Linked DNA regions of Zea mays: region 2 is linked to region 1. Evidence: chromatin contacts called from public Hi-C data. All regions are on one chromosome and are shown on one strand. Each heading gives the region's core, a stretch centred on a gene start, on an enhancer-like site or on the middle of the called end of the contact. The rest is flanking DNA. Distances are from core to core; before and after follow the strand shown. Region 1 holds the start of LOC100282871 (serine carboxypeptidase 1). Region 2 holds the start of LOC100285165.

What was found. Hi-C and Micro-C count contacts between places; a contact is called where the count stands out from the background.
Region 2: a Hi-C map of leaf shows a contact between it and region 1, with 5 times the contacts expected there. The contact joins the promoter of LOC100285165 here to the promoter of LOC100282871 in region 1. A contact is called at or near these places in 4 of 25 Hi-C or Micro-C datasets (bundle sheath, ear, leaf and 1 more).

The regions. Positions count from the first base shown.
Region 1 is chr7:40,372,813-40,380,132 of Zm-B73-REFERENCE-NAM-5.0, reverse strand. LOC100282871 (serine carboxypeptidase 1) reads left to right here and starts at 1,929. Exons shown (of 14, transcript NR_178076.1): 1 at 1,929-2,254; 2 at 2,418-2,575; 3 at 2,675-2,751; 4 at 5,519-5,641; 5 at 5,770-5,872; 6 at 6,012-6,049; 7 at 6,188-6,289; 8 at 6,364-6,447; 9 at 6,532-6,708; 10 at 6,802-6,873; 11 at 6,954-7,114; 12 at 7,198-7,311.
Region 2 is chr7:40,656,825-40,663,776 of Zm-B73-REFERENCE-NAM-5.0, reverse strand. LOC100285165 reads right to left here and starts at 4,780. Exons shown (of 9, transcript NM_001294298.1): 1 at 4,657-4,780; 2 at 3,184-3,889; 3 at 2,101-2,302; 4 at 1,954-2,030; 5 at 1,827-1,866; 6 at 1,670-1,727; 7 at 251-320. The coding sequence starts at 3,780.

The DNA of each region.
Region 1 (7,320 bases), core at 680-3,179:
GAAAATAATAGACTAGCTTATTTCTTAAATCAAACACGTCTTTCTTGCGACAAGAGAAGGGCGGTGGGAAGGTCGAGAAGAGGCCATGATAGCGCGCGAGGCGGACTGAGGGAGGCAGACAGCCTGCGAGAACAAAAGCGAACTTGGTAGAGTAGCAGCGCACCGAGCCCGCCAGAGTTTCGGCAGGCAGATATATTTTCAGGAGTACTGTATAATATAGGACGATTACTCCGTATAGCATTAATTAATGTTATATTCCTCGCAAAACGATATAGAAGTTGTAGTATGGACTTTGGCTGGCCACCCACCCCAATTTTTTTGCATTTTGGTCCTTTCTCAGAAACAAAATTACGTTTAGACCCTAAAAAATTTTAATGTCATTTTTGGACCCTTTGTTCGGCGCTATAGGCTATGACGCCGAGGTAACACAGCTCGGCGCCATGTACTATGGCGCCGAGGTACGTGCTGCGCTAGCACAAACGGACGTCGTGGCACCGACGTGGCACCGAGCTTGGTGCCATATCTTGGCGCGGAGCTCAATTGTGTACACAAAGTCTGTCTAGCTCAGTCGGTAGAGTGCAAGGCTCTTAACCTTGTGGCTGTGGGTTTTGAGCCCTATAGTGGGTGTTTAATATTTTTTGTCTTTGTCACTGATTTATTTTTTGTTGTCTAGATTTTTCGTTTATGTCGTTGATTTGTCCGTCAAGATTTTTTTTTTGTTTTGTTTTTTTGACTAATTTGTTTATTCGTCCATATATTTTTTTTGTTTATCTCGCGAGCACAGCGGTTGTGTGTCACAGTGGCCGCAAGCTGTCAACTCCCTCCCTTGTTTGCTCAGCTAACCACAATAAAAATCAAATGAGAACACTCTTACTTCAATCATGACCACATAAGAAGAAGCACACATATTCATCTTTTTCCCTCTGCACTAAATAAAAGTATACTCCATTATATACTTGTCTCATGGATGATATATTTTAGAATTTACTGCATAAATTACTCCACTAGGTGATACTTAATTCCATTCCCTCCATTTACCATAACATTTTTCAAACAAATTTAAGTTTTTCAAGTGGACAAAATACTTTGTGAGCTTGTGTTTGTGTGTAGTGGGTACAGTCCCTCACTTTTATATTTAATTTACATACTACTAAACTAAACAGTATAGTTAATCCGCGAATTTAATTAACCTTTCCATTCAATGCTGAGTCCCATCAAAGGAACGATGCATAGATCTAACCATGCTATTATTTTGCAGGTCACTTTTTGATTGACAAAGAGAAACATAATTGTTATTCCTATGCTAATCTTCAAATTGCATTTCCAAAAGAAATTTTAAACATTATAGTCCATTTGCTGTTTAGTTTGATTTTCCTAGGTGTAGGTTAGCTGAGCAAACAAGGGAGGAAGTTGACAGCTCGCGGCCACTGTGGCACACAACCGCTGTGCTCGCGGGATAAACAAAAAAACATATGGACGAATAAACAAATCAGTCAAAAAACAAAAAAAAATATGGATAAGAAATAAATCTAGACGGACAAATCAGCGACATAAACGAAAAATCTGGACAACAAAAAATAAATTAGTGACAAAGACAAAAAATATTAAATGCCCATCGTAGGGCTTGAACCCACGACCACAAGGTTAAGAGTCTTGCGCTCTACCGACTGAGCTAGAGTGCTAGACAGACGAGCTCGGTGCCACGTCGACGCTACGACGTCCGTTTGTGCCAGCACAGCACGTACCTTGACACCATAACCTATGACGCCGAGCTGTGTTACCTCGGTGCCATAGCCTATTGCGCTGAGCAAAGGGTCTAAAAATAATATTAAAATTTTTTAGAGTCTAAACCTGATTTTTTTTTTCCGAGCAAGGGCCAAAATGCAAAAAAATTCGCCACCCACCTCCCGTCCCGTCTTGAACCATCCACACGAACACAACAGCACAGCCTCTCTCTCCTCTACTAGACTTGTTTTTTCCGTTCATCCATCCATACGTTTCGTTTGTTCCACCTGCGCAACTGCGACGGGGATAAGTACGTCTTCCAGATGACGACGGCGGCATGGCCGCGGCCACGCTTCCTCGTCCTCCCCCAGCCTGGATTCCTCCGCTCGGTCTGCCACGGCCTCTGCGCCCGCTGTCTCTTCTGCTTCCTGCTGCTCCTCGCCTTCGCCTGCAGCTCCAGCTCCGGACGGGTGGTGGTCACCAGCTTGCCTGGCTTCGACGGCGACCTCCCCTTCCACCTCGAAACAGGGTGCGCGTGCCCGCGTGGCGTGTCTACTAGTAGTATCCTCCTTCTTCTTCTTCATTCATTCATCCTGGTGGTGTACTACTAGACTACTACTAGTAGCTCACGCGCGCGGCACATGTAGATGTAGCCTCTAACCACCGTTGCTGCCCTGAAACTCAAAACGAAGGTACGTGGAGGTGGAGGAGGACGCCGGCGTGGAGCTCTTCTACTACTTCGTCCAGGCCGAGTCCGGCGCCGCCGCCGCCGCCGATGACACCCCTTTCCTCTTCTGGCTCACCGGCGGCGACCGCTGCTCCGTCTTCAGCGGCCTCGCCTACGAGATCGGTACGCCAAGTATTTGGATGATGCATGGAGTTGGAGTGAGCGATTTTGATTTGCCTTGTGTGAAAAATAAGATGCTGGATGCTCTCTCTCGCCTCGCAGGTCCCATCAGATTCGTCCTGGAACCCTACAACGGCACCCTGCCGCGCCTGCGATACAACCACAACTCGTGGTCAAAGGTAAAACAAATCTCCCTTGTTTCTTTACACCTCTACCGACACGATACGAATACGATACGCAACTCTCTCTCTCTCTCTCTCTTCCCTTTCCTTTCGTTTGACACACAGACACAGTACAGCTACAGTTATTATATTAATGTATAAGAGAAACTATTATACTAACACAGTTTTGTGTGTGACACTGTCGTGCGTACGAGTCGTGAACCTCATAAATTGCAATAATACCCCCAGCTTTATCCTTTGCCTTTTCTATCCAACATGTGTATATGTAAATCCTACACCCCCGGTTATTTTTTTGCTGGTGATCCATCGCTGTTGTCCGACCTGTTAACTTTCCATGTCCAACGAAATGATTGCGTAAACAATTTTGTGAAGGTTGCGCCGATATTTTGACATGAATAAGTGGGTCGGCGTGAATAAAATAGTCTATAGACATGATGCACGTGCTCTATTTTCTACTATCTTTTACTAGCTGATTCGATTAGTTTGCTGGGGCGGTCGCTGTCCGTATTAACAAAATATAACAACCGCTCCTAAGGCTATGTTTGGATCCATGTGTCAAAAGCATCTTGTCCTCTAAACAAACTGACTAATAAATTGGCGAATTGGTAGCCGGATGGCTGTGTCATTTGACCTTGCTAATATGTGCTAATAGATCGTATAAATAGAAAAGACATCTATTAACCAAGATTTAAAACGTATCCTGTCTAATTGTTGTTAGCTAATTGTTTGCCGGCTAATTGTCAGCCACCAGCAAACAATTAGGCCGCGAGGATCGGAACAGGCCTAAGATGACTGCTTTCTAACACAGTCGGATGTCCTAAGCCAGACACTTCGAAGGCGTGCATTCTAGAAATTGTTTAATAGAAATGGGTGCTCTAAGGGCCCGCCTGTAGATTTTTTTTTGAAATAAGTGGCAAAAGCTTTGCCACGCAAATATATTGAAAGAGGGAATAATACAAACTTTGCATTACACAAGTTAACAGCAAAAGCCCTCCTAAACCAGTGCATACACCAGCAAAACTAAGTGCACCACTTTAAAGAACCGATTTGCAAAAGCATGCTACATTTAGGACCAGAAAAAAAACTCGAGGCTCGCGAGCCGGTTCGAGCTCGGGGCAGAATGGTTCGTGAGCCTCAAGCGAGCCGAGCTGAGCCGAGCCAGGTTTTCGAGCTCGTTGACCATCGAGCCGATCCAACACGTTCTGGCTCGCGAGCTTTGTCAAATTAATCAATCTATAAAATAATGATGGATACTAGATAATTTTATTTATAATGTTAAATGTGATTATATTTTTCACATTTATATATTATTAAATCACTATATAATACAATATAATTTATCAAGACGCGGTTCGCGAGCCGACTTCGAGCCAAGTCGATTCCTTCAACTCGTTGAGTAGTCGAGCCGAACTAAGCTGAGCTCGGTCAACCAGTGAGCCGCACCGAGTCGAGCCGAACCGAGGTCGGCTCGACTCGTTTCCTGCCCTAGCTACGGCTGAAAATTTCCCATTAAACTAAGCTTCCCCGTGTATTATTTAATTCAGTTGTTGCGTTCAGACCACTAGCATCCAAACGAGTGAGCCAAACGAGTGAGGAAGAGATGCTCTGCTTTCAAAAACTTCCTTCACCGAGAAGGCCACTTGCTTTCCTGTAGAAATACATAAAACAAAGCTGTAGATTTTGAAATATTAAGAGTGCAGTGCAGGCCCTTAGAAATTTCAAAGCTGAGCGAGAGTGATTAGGTTCGTCGTAATTAAGTTGGGAGCTTGGTTCAGGTGATGAAAGCGCTAGTTTCCACTGTTTTCCCATATTTATTAAATTGTAAAAAAGCCAAAATTTTGCACAAATGCGTATTTGAGCTGTGGTTGTTGGCTCCAAATCAACATCCACACTTACCTAACCAACAGAACACATGTGTCTTTATCTTTTATTATGTATACTCAAGCATAAATAGAAACTATAACAACGTACAGACATCTAACTACTATATACATAGGCTAGCACTATTTGTCAACTAGGGTGAAGCTTCACCCTAACCAGTAATTTTACAGTAAGCGCTATTTGTCAACTAGGGTGAAGCTTCACCCTAACCGCGCGCGATAGATCCACGATCCGCACCTCCCGTGAGTCTAGTTACTCAGTAATTTTACAGTAATCACTCATTAATTTTACAACATTGTTTGGTAATTTCTCAATGACCCATTAATTTCATTTTACACACCGAGAAAAAGAACAACAATAGCTACATAGTGATTATCTAGTACTCAGTAATTTTACAGTAATCACTCAGTAATTTTGCAACATTTGTTCAGTAATTTCTCAATCAACCAGTAATTTCATTTACACACAGTCTTGTAGTAAGTATCTAGTTACTTAGTAATTTTACAGTAATCGCTCAATAATTTCACAACATTTGTTCAGTAATTTATCTGCTTACTGACTCCGTGAAACAAAGTATGGTATCGGATCATCGGATCCATGATTAGATGTCTGTATCAGATCCTTCTATGTTAGTGGTGAAATAGGACTAGGTGTATACCCCCATTGACTAGTCTGGTGATAAAAGATGGAAATCACTCCTCAAATGGTGATATTTACTGACGAGAATTATTAGCAAAAACTAGAGAAGTATTTAACTGGTTATGCAGGGTAGCTGGTGGATTCAATACTAACATTATTTCTCTTGATACATGCTTGATCATGTTTCAGTCTAGTGGAGTAGGAGCATTTGATTGGATTGTTGAATCACTCACTCTGTATGCAGGTGTCACATATCCTCTTCGTCGATTCACCGGTTGGAGCTGGATTTTCCTTCTCGAGAGATCCCAAAGGCTACGATGTCGGAGACATCTCGGCCTCACTGCAGCTACAGGAATTCCTCATCAAGGTGCTGTCCATCAATCCAACTAGCTAGACATATATACCAATGCCACAAACCCATTCGGATAACGTTAGATGCAAATCTTTTAACGTTTATTTATGCTGTTTGCTTATACATATTCCGTGGATGTCCAGTGGTTCAGTGATCATCCCGAGTACCTCGCGAATCCTTTCTACATTGGCGGGGACTCCTATGTCGGAAAAATCGTGCCGTTCCTCGGGCAGATGATTTCAGAAGGTATTGATCGGTCTGTTCGCCACAAAAGAAAAAAAAAGTAACAGTCAGTTCGGTTTGGCAAATATCCATCATTTACGGCGATTGCGGTGTCTCTCTTTAAAATGATTCAAGTACTGATGGTCGGCTACTTGTGCTTCAGGTATTGAACTTGGAAGAAGACCCTTCCCTAACCTCAAGGTATGTCCATCATACATTTCTCTCCGGAATGGAAGATGCTATATCGACGTGGGATACTAGCTAGTCTATATCCAAGAAATTAATTGTAGTCGGTCACTTAGGCTGATGATATGCAGGTTCTGAATTTGTCATGATCAGGGCTATCTGGTGGGTAACCCAATCACGGGCGAAAGTATAGATTTCACTTCCAGAGTGCCCTACGCTCATGGAGTCGGTATCATATCAGATCAATTGTATGAGGTATTAACTACCTAGCTCTGCCACTCCCATCTGCGTACAATAGTTTTATATGCTGTGTTATTTGCATTTTTTAGACGATATTGGGGCATTGCCAAGGAGAGGACTACACTAGTCCTGCAAACGCTCTGTGTGCTCAGGCTCTGGACACTTTCAACAATGTAAGCTTCTCCGGCCTCCCAAATATGTATGCTAGCGAAGCTAAGTACCTGCAAATACACGGCCTGACGCCTTGATCGATGCAGCTCATCAACGAAGTCCAGAACGCCCAGATCTTACTGGACACGTGCGTCTACGCGTCTCCTGCGCCAAACGTTCTCAGCAGACCGGTGGACGGTGGTAGAAGGATCCTGAGGGCGGCGGGGATGGGAGGAGGGGCGACGCTGAACCATCCGCCAGCTCGTCCTCGGTTTGGCTGCATCGTGAGTCCACTGCATGCACATGCATCTACAGATGAAGCACCTCTCTGCTCAGTGCTGATGTACTACTAGCTAAAACCGACTTGCATATTGCAGACCTACGGCTACTACCTGTCGTATTTCTGGGCGAACGATGAACGCACTCGAACAGCTCTTGGGATCAAGAAGGTACGGTGAGCTGTTCTCGTCATTTCGATGCTAGTACCATTATATTGTTGTTGTTGTCAGCAATGACGAGAATGATCCAGGCTAATTTAAAGCAAAGCGATCCATGAACTGGTGGTCAGGGAACAGTGGACGAGTGGGTGAGGTGTCACGACGCAGACCTGCCGTACACGATCGACCTCAAGAGCGCCATCAAGTACCACCGGAACCTGACGTCCAGAGGCTACCGCGCCCTGGTGTACAGGTAAGGCACCCTGCTTGCGATCCTATTGTCTGATGAATCTGTCTCGTGATATCATGGAGAAATCTTTTTTTGGTTGGTTGCAGCGGCGACCATGACCTGCTGGTGCCACACCTGGGCACCCAGGCATGGGTCAGGTCCCTCAACTTCCCCGTCGTCGACGACTGGAGGGCGTGGCATCTCGGTGGCCAAGCCGCCGGGTGGGTATA
Region 2 (6,952 bases), core at 3,531-6,030, 280 kb before region 1:
TTTATTTGGAGAGCATATTACAAAAAACAACGCAAGCTCCAAAATAATGCAAATTAAACCTGTAGCACAAGATGCAAAGGACAACAGTGTCGCATATAAAAACAAACTTCAAAAACTCCTGGAGTTACAAGCTCAAGATGCAAAGGAAAATATGGTACAATAAAATGTTCTACCAACACCTAAGTTATACTGATTTTAGACCCTTGCACTTTCAGACATCAATCGAAAGCAGAGCAAAGTGTAATAGTACCTCAAGCTGTTCATGAAGCCGCTTTTGAAGTTCCAACTGGAGCCTAAGTGCTTCAGTGAGATCAAAACTCCTGCAGTAGTATATATAAAAATGATGTTACGAAGCCAGACACTTAAAACAAAGAACCAAAGCTCAGGACGACAGGACCACATAACAAAGTAATTTGTCGATACGGATACTCTAACACGGTAAGTTGTTCTAAGTAATAAACCATTGTTTTAAGAAAAAATATTTGAAATTGAACATAAATGTTGGAATATAATATAAGTGAATTGTCCACCTCTTCATATCAGCTTAAGCTATTAAGTTGCATGCACCAAACAATTCAACCTAAAAGCTTTGAATTGGTTGGTGCATGCAACTTAATATAGTATCAAAGACAGAGGTCTCGAGTTCGAATCATGGTTATCACAATTAAAATAAAATAATTGTTGCTCACTTCTTTTCCACATCCGAGACCCAAGAGAGACTCGACGTGAGGGAGAGTGTTGGAATATAATATAAGTGAATTGTCCACCTCTTTCTATTAGCTTAAACTTTTGGGTTAGATTGATTGGTGCATCCAACTTAATAATAAAACTATTCAAAAATGAGAAGGAAGCTGAAATTTATCAAAATACATGGGCAATGCTGCTTCATGAATCTATGCTGTGATGGCACATTCACTAAAAAAGTAGTTCTGAAAATAGTTGTGTTTAAGCAAATTGATGCACAAAGCCACAAACAAAATGTCATATCTGTTTGACAATTGATTGGTGAACTTATCATGCTTCTATTCTTGCAAACAACAACAAAAATCAATGTTATTAAAATGATGTTTAGATGACAGAACACTCTGAGGGTGTTAAAACATTAAAATGTTTTACAACTTGATGTAAAACGTCGTTTTCTAGCGTTTAAACGCCTCGTTTTGTAGTTTAAACAATGAATACATTAAACGTCATGTTTTACTCTTGCCCAGCGCCTCAACCATCGAAATGGACCTGGCCCAGTTAAGACTTGTGCAGCCCGCAACCTTCTCTGTTCTCAGCCCCTACAGAGCCATGCTCCATCCGCCGCCGCGCACTTTGTGCACGCACGCGATGCTGCCACACTACAGACCGCCGGCCGCCTCGCACTCTCATCCGTCGTGCCACGTCCCCTCGTCCTACAGGCCCCCCGTCCTGCTGTGCCTTGTCCTCATGTCCCTCGTCCTACACTTATCTGTTAAACATGTCTTTTGTAGGCCAACATTCTACACCATACAACATTACGGTCTAAGTGTCGCCTTATAAAAATTTGTCTTTTAGCTTCTACGGTACCCTCTTGTCATATAGAATGTCAGATGCTTGGCGCCACTTCATCTACCCTGCTTTGATTTTATGGCTAACATCACTTTTGATGCGGTGCAAACAAACAAAATCCTAGATGCAGACATACCCTTTCAAGTCAATAGATGGTATATCTTCTTTTGATGCCACTTTCTTTTCAGAAGAGCCTGAAAATATTAATTCACCAAACTTGATAAAAACAACTGAAGAATTGAAGTAATGAATACAAAAAAAATGGAACATATAGGAAGTGGAACATGTCAGACCTTCAGATAACTCTGGTCTGTATCTAGCTGTTCTGTATTTCTGAAACACATTGTTAGATAAAATTCAGATAGAGAATAATTTTCAGCTATTTTCAATAACGTCCAACAATAGGGCTAGATATCAGACCTGAAGATGACTTTTTACATGATAAATGGTCAAATTGTCTGCCTTCATTAGCTTCAGGACACCCTTAGGAGTTGCTTCTGCAACAATTTAAGGAAAATGTCAAAACGAATCAATCATGGGAGACATATGTCTGCAAGCAGTACGCACTTTCACTGCCACCAAGTATATTGACAGCATCCACAAAGCGCTCGTGAAGCTCAGGAGTCCATCTCATGCGTGCCTTGCCAGTATTGGAGCCAGCAGTGGGTGAGGGTGCCACAACTGCCAACGGTTCAACAGATTGAGATGAAACTGTTTGTTGGGTAGCTGATTGGTGAACTGAGTTGGATGATTGCACAGGTTGCCCAACCTATGTGAAACACAAATTAATGCATAAAGACTATAAACAAAGAGTATAGTGCAGTAAAGGTTATAACAAAGAAAAGTGACCTAGCCAATACAAGATTGATTATTACCATAGCTGAAACTGAATGTTGTAAAGGATGAGCGAATGCATGCCTAATTTTCAACTTCAAAACCCATTTAATAAAACTGCTGAACTCAAACAAGTGAATTAGCAAATTCCTAAATTATATATGTTGCTTTATTAAAAATGATCCCCAAGGCAACTAAGAGCACAATACAGCAAGTTTGCCATATTTGGTCTTGCCATTTGCTAACACAGCAAACCTCCTGGACCCTGCTAAATTTTTCCTCATGTGAAATTCCAAGATGTGAACTTGTACAGCCAAGTCAAATCTGACTGGAGTCACTTGAGGCAACACCGAACACCCTACATGCAGCTTAGTGATCATGCAGTCTAGATGTCAAACAGCTCGGTCTGAGGATCCAAAGTGAAAAAAAAGAGTCTTGACCTATTAAAGTAGTAAAAAAATGCAGAAACTTTGTGACCCATTGGTGATTTCGAAAAAGAATGAGATGCATGATGTGAACCTGCATATAACATCAGTGGTCACTACTATCCTGGATGTGTGATGAACAGCAAAAAGATGATCTTTTTAAGATTTCCAAGTGTAGATTTGTTATATCATATCAATACAAACAAGATATAATGAAAATAAGATTACAAAGCATTTGTTTTGGGAAAAAACAGGACGTGTAGCCTGTAGGACAACAACAATATGATTACAGATTTGTGGATTTGGCATCAACGTACAGCTAGGAAATACTAAGCACAAACGGGAGTACAAAAAGTCCACCCACCAAAAATGGCATAATTAACTAGCGTACCGGTTGAGTTTCTGTGGAAGTCGGGTTATCAACCATGTCCTTCCAATCCTCATTCATAAACTCTGTCCACCATTCAGTTTGCTTAGTAAGATCATCTGAAGCTCCAATAGAAGTGGTCCCAGTCAAATTATTCCCAGCAGGGACATCACCAGAGTATCCAAGAATGCTCTCAACTGGATCGGGGCACCAAGTTGGTTCAATGTCTCTTGGGAAATCGGTTATGGATGGTTCAAAGCCTCCATATTGTGACCCATAATTCAGCGTTGAGGAACTTGCAGTGCTTGGTACTTGAGAATTGTATGAATTGTGGTTGGGGTATTGCTCAGGATTTGAATGCGAAGAGAACCTTACAGACGGAGGTGAGCACAAAGGACCAACAGATCCAGTATTGGAGTGAAACAGACCACGGATAGGAGCAACAGTTGTCTGGTGAGGTGGTAGTGGAGTGCTCCTCAATTCTCTCTCCATCAAAACACTCTGTGCATCGGGAAGCCTCGGGAAGCTCTCATCCAGAGAGACTGGTATACAAGGCAGAGATGTTGGTACGGTTACAGGAACACCAGAACTGTAGAGCTGGTTGGTGCTTAACCTCTCCATCTACAAACAAGCACAAACCTCAGTTACCACCAACACAACGTTCCTCCAGTGTCCAATGCCCTTTCTATCTTGACTTTTGAACTATGCTCCTCACCTAAGATTATTGTGTCTGCAATTAGAGAAAAGGCATTCACGTTTGTGACAACAAGGAACCTTTGACAACATAAATTGAATGATACACTTGCCATGAAACAGATCATTAATCCAACTACGTCATAAAAAGTACATGCTAAACCAGAAGTCAGCCTTTGCTCAACAAATGAGTCAGACTACATAGCCGATTTTAATTGGACTGCAGGGCCATTTGGGCAACAGGCCCATCGAATTAAAATGAGAACATATCACACAGTCTGAATCGATCTCAGCAGCAGAAAGACAGCAGTTTAAGGTCCTTCCTCGGTAGCAGGAAGAAGCTGGCAACAAAGCCATACTTTTTACATTGTGAAATAAGCTATTATACAATTTTGATTCTCTGTTCATGGCATTAAAACTAGTCTGTAAGTGTCTCTACTATCAGGATTAAACGCACTCCGTGTAAATTCTACATAGACAAACAATCTTCAAAACATTAGATATATATAAGAAATCAACGAATAAATCGCTAGGCAAAGCACCACCTAACCGAGAACGACCCGAATTCCACTCGCCCACGAGCCTAGCTGACATATCTAGGATAATTTCGCACTTCGTACGAGTCCATCCACCAATCTGAACCTAAAGGCAATCATTAGGTCATTAAGGCGCGCCAACTGACTAATCGAACCACAAGGAACCGAAGCGAAACAGAATCGGATCATGATCCTAACCGAGCGCAGAGGCGAAAGAGAGAGGTCGAATCAGCAGAACCAACCGAGGCCGGGAGAGGGCTGACCTCACCTCCGCTGCGGGCAGCGCGTGGCGGGATCGGCGATGTCGAGGAAGAGGAAGAACTCGTCAACCGAACCACCTCGCCTGGCCTGGCGCCCTGGCCTGCCCTCCTGCCTCCAACAGAGCTCGAGCGAGAGGGGGGGAGGAGAGAGGAGAGGAATGAGATGTGAGGCGAGGGGGAGAACTGGAGTCGGCCTTTCGCGTGGTGGACCGCTGCGCTCACTCTGCACGCGAGAGTCGAGCCTCACCGACACGTGGGGCCACCTCGAGCGGACCCGCAGCTGCCGTGGTAGTGGGTAGAGAGGGATCGTGTAGGCAAGCGGTTTATTGCGCCGATGGGAAATGATTCTGTCAACTTGGGGGCGGACCAGCGGGTGGGACGGGTCCAGGGGACGCAGCGTGGGCCGGTTGGCATAGGGGTGAGATGGGGTCCGGTGGCAGTGGTTGCAGGCGCAATGGGCAGAGCGCGAGGGTGGGTGTGGGTTGACGGCGGGGGATGGCCGATGCGGGTTCCGTCTCGGCGTCCACAATTGGCACCGAGGAGTTCTGAGCGACGGAGAAAGGTGAGACGAAAGCCAAAAAACGCAAGGGCAAGTTGTTGCGCCAAGTAGGCCGCCCGCGGTGAATCGGTGATACCACTTGGAATGGATGGGTGGTCAAGGTTACGGCTGCTGATTCTACGGTATATAGAGCATGGGTCCGACTCGACCACCTCTCGAAAAAAGTCTGATCGGCTCCGACTTGACTAATGTTAATGTAACTAGTAAATATGGTTATAATTTTTTTTTGACCCGTAACAATTCACGGATCGAATATAAGTAGAGATGTTCAAATGGGCTGCCTAACCAAGTCTAGCCTGGACCTGTTGAAGCACGTCATGGTTAAGCCTGAATAGTTATCCGGACCGGATCGGACTATCCAACGAGCTCAAATCTCTGAACGAGCTCGACACAGGACGGGCCCAACCATGTCGGGTCGGTCCAGTAATCCCGTCCCAAAAATGAACATCGTGTCGACCTAAGCCCGCTAGCACATAAATCAGGCTTAAAATTATATCACCACAAAAAATTGAACACATTTACAAATCTATACTAACTCTATTAAGAAACATAAATCAGGCTTAAAATTATATCACCACAAAAAATTGAACACATTTACAAATCTATACTAACTCTATTAAGAACCTAATGTGGGCACCTGGTACTACCACGGCTTCACCCTCCGCTGACACTCTAGGCCCCACCTAACGCGTCTCGCCTCAGCGTCATGCCCTTGTGGGCCCCGTGCCCAGCGCTCTCTCAGGCCTCAGCTAGTGCCTGTGAACCCTAGTGCATGTCCAACAACCGACCACGACCGCGCAACTACCCTAATAAGCCCGCTAGCGCATAAATCGGGCTTAAAATTATATCACCACAAAAAATTAAACACATTTACAAATTTATACTACTCTATTGAAAACCTAATTAGGCACCCGGTGCTACCACGTCTCCACCCTCCGCTGACACTCTGGGCCCACCCATGCGTCTCGCCTCAGTTACTGCCTGCGAACCCCAGTGCCTGTGCAGCACCCGACCCCGTCCGTGCAGCTACCCCAATAATTATATAAAATTCAAAACGAGCACTCGAACCCACAATCCCTGCTCTAGAAATGTGAGGCTAACCACGAGACCACATGTACCTTAGTGTTTAAAAATAAACGATAATTATATTTAAATAAATATTTCAATATCTATTTATATGATATATAAAAACCGTAGCAAATCACGGGCAACTAGCTAGTAATCTATTAAAAACTTAATATGGGCACCTGGTGCTACCACGTCACCACCGCGCTGACACTCTAGGCCCACCCCACGCGCCCCGCCTCGGGGGCTGTGCCCTGTGGGCCCCACGCGTAGTGCCCGCGTGCTCTATTAGCTACTGCAATGTGGATCTCAGCGCCCGCGCAGCCAGCTACTACACATGCCCAACACCCGACCCCGCCCACGCAACTAACACTAGACCACATCGTGCCCTATGGGCCCCACGCACAGCGCCCGCGTAGTGCTCTCTCAGCTACTATTCTATGGACAGCTACTACACATGCCCAACACCCGACCCCGCCCACGCAACTAACACTAGACCACACCGTGCCCTATGGGCCCCACGCACAACGCCCGCGTAGTGCTCTCAGCTACTACTCTATGGACCCTAGTTCCTGCGCAGCCAGCTATGACGTCTACCCAGCACCCGACCTCGCCCGTGCAGCTAACACCAGACCACACATACCTTAATGTTTAGAAATAAATAATAATTATATAAAAAA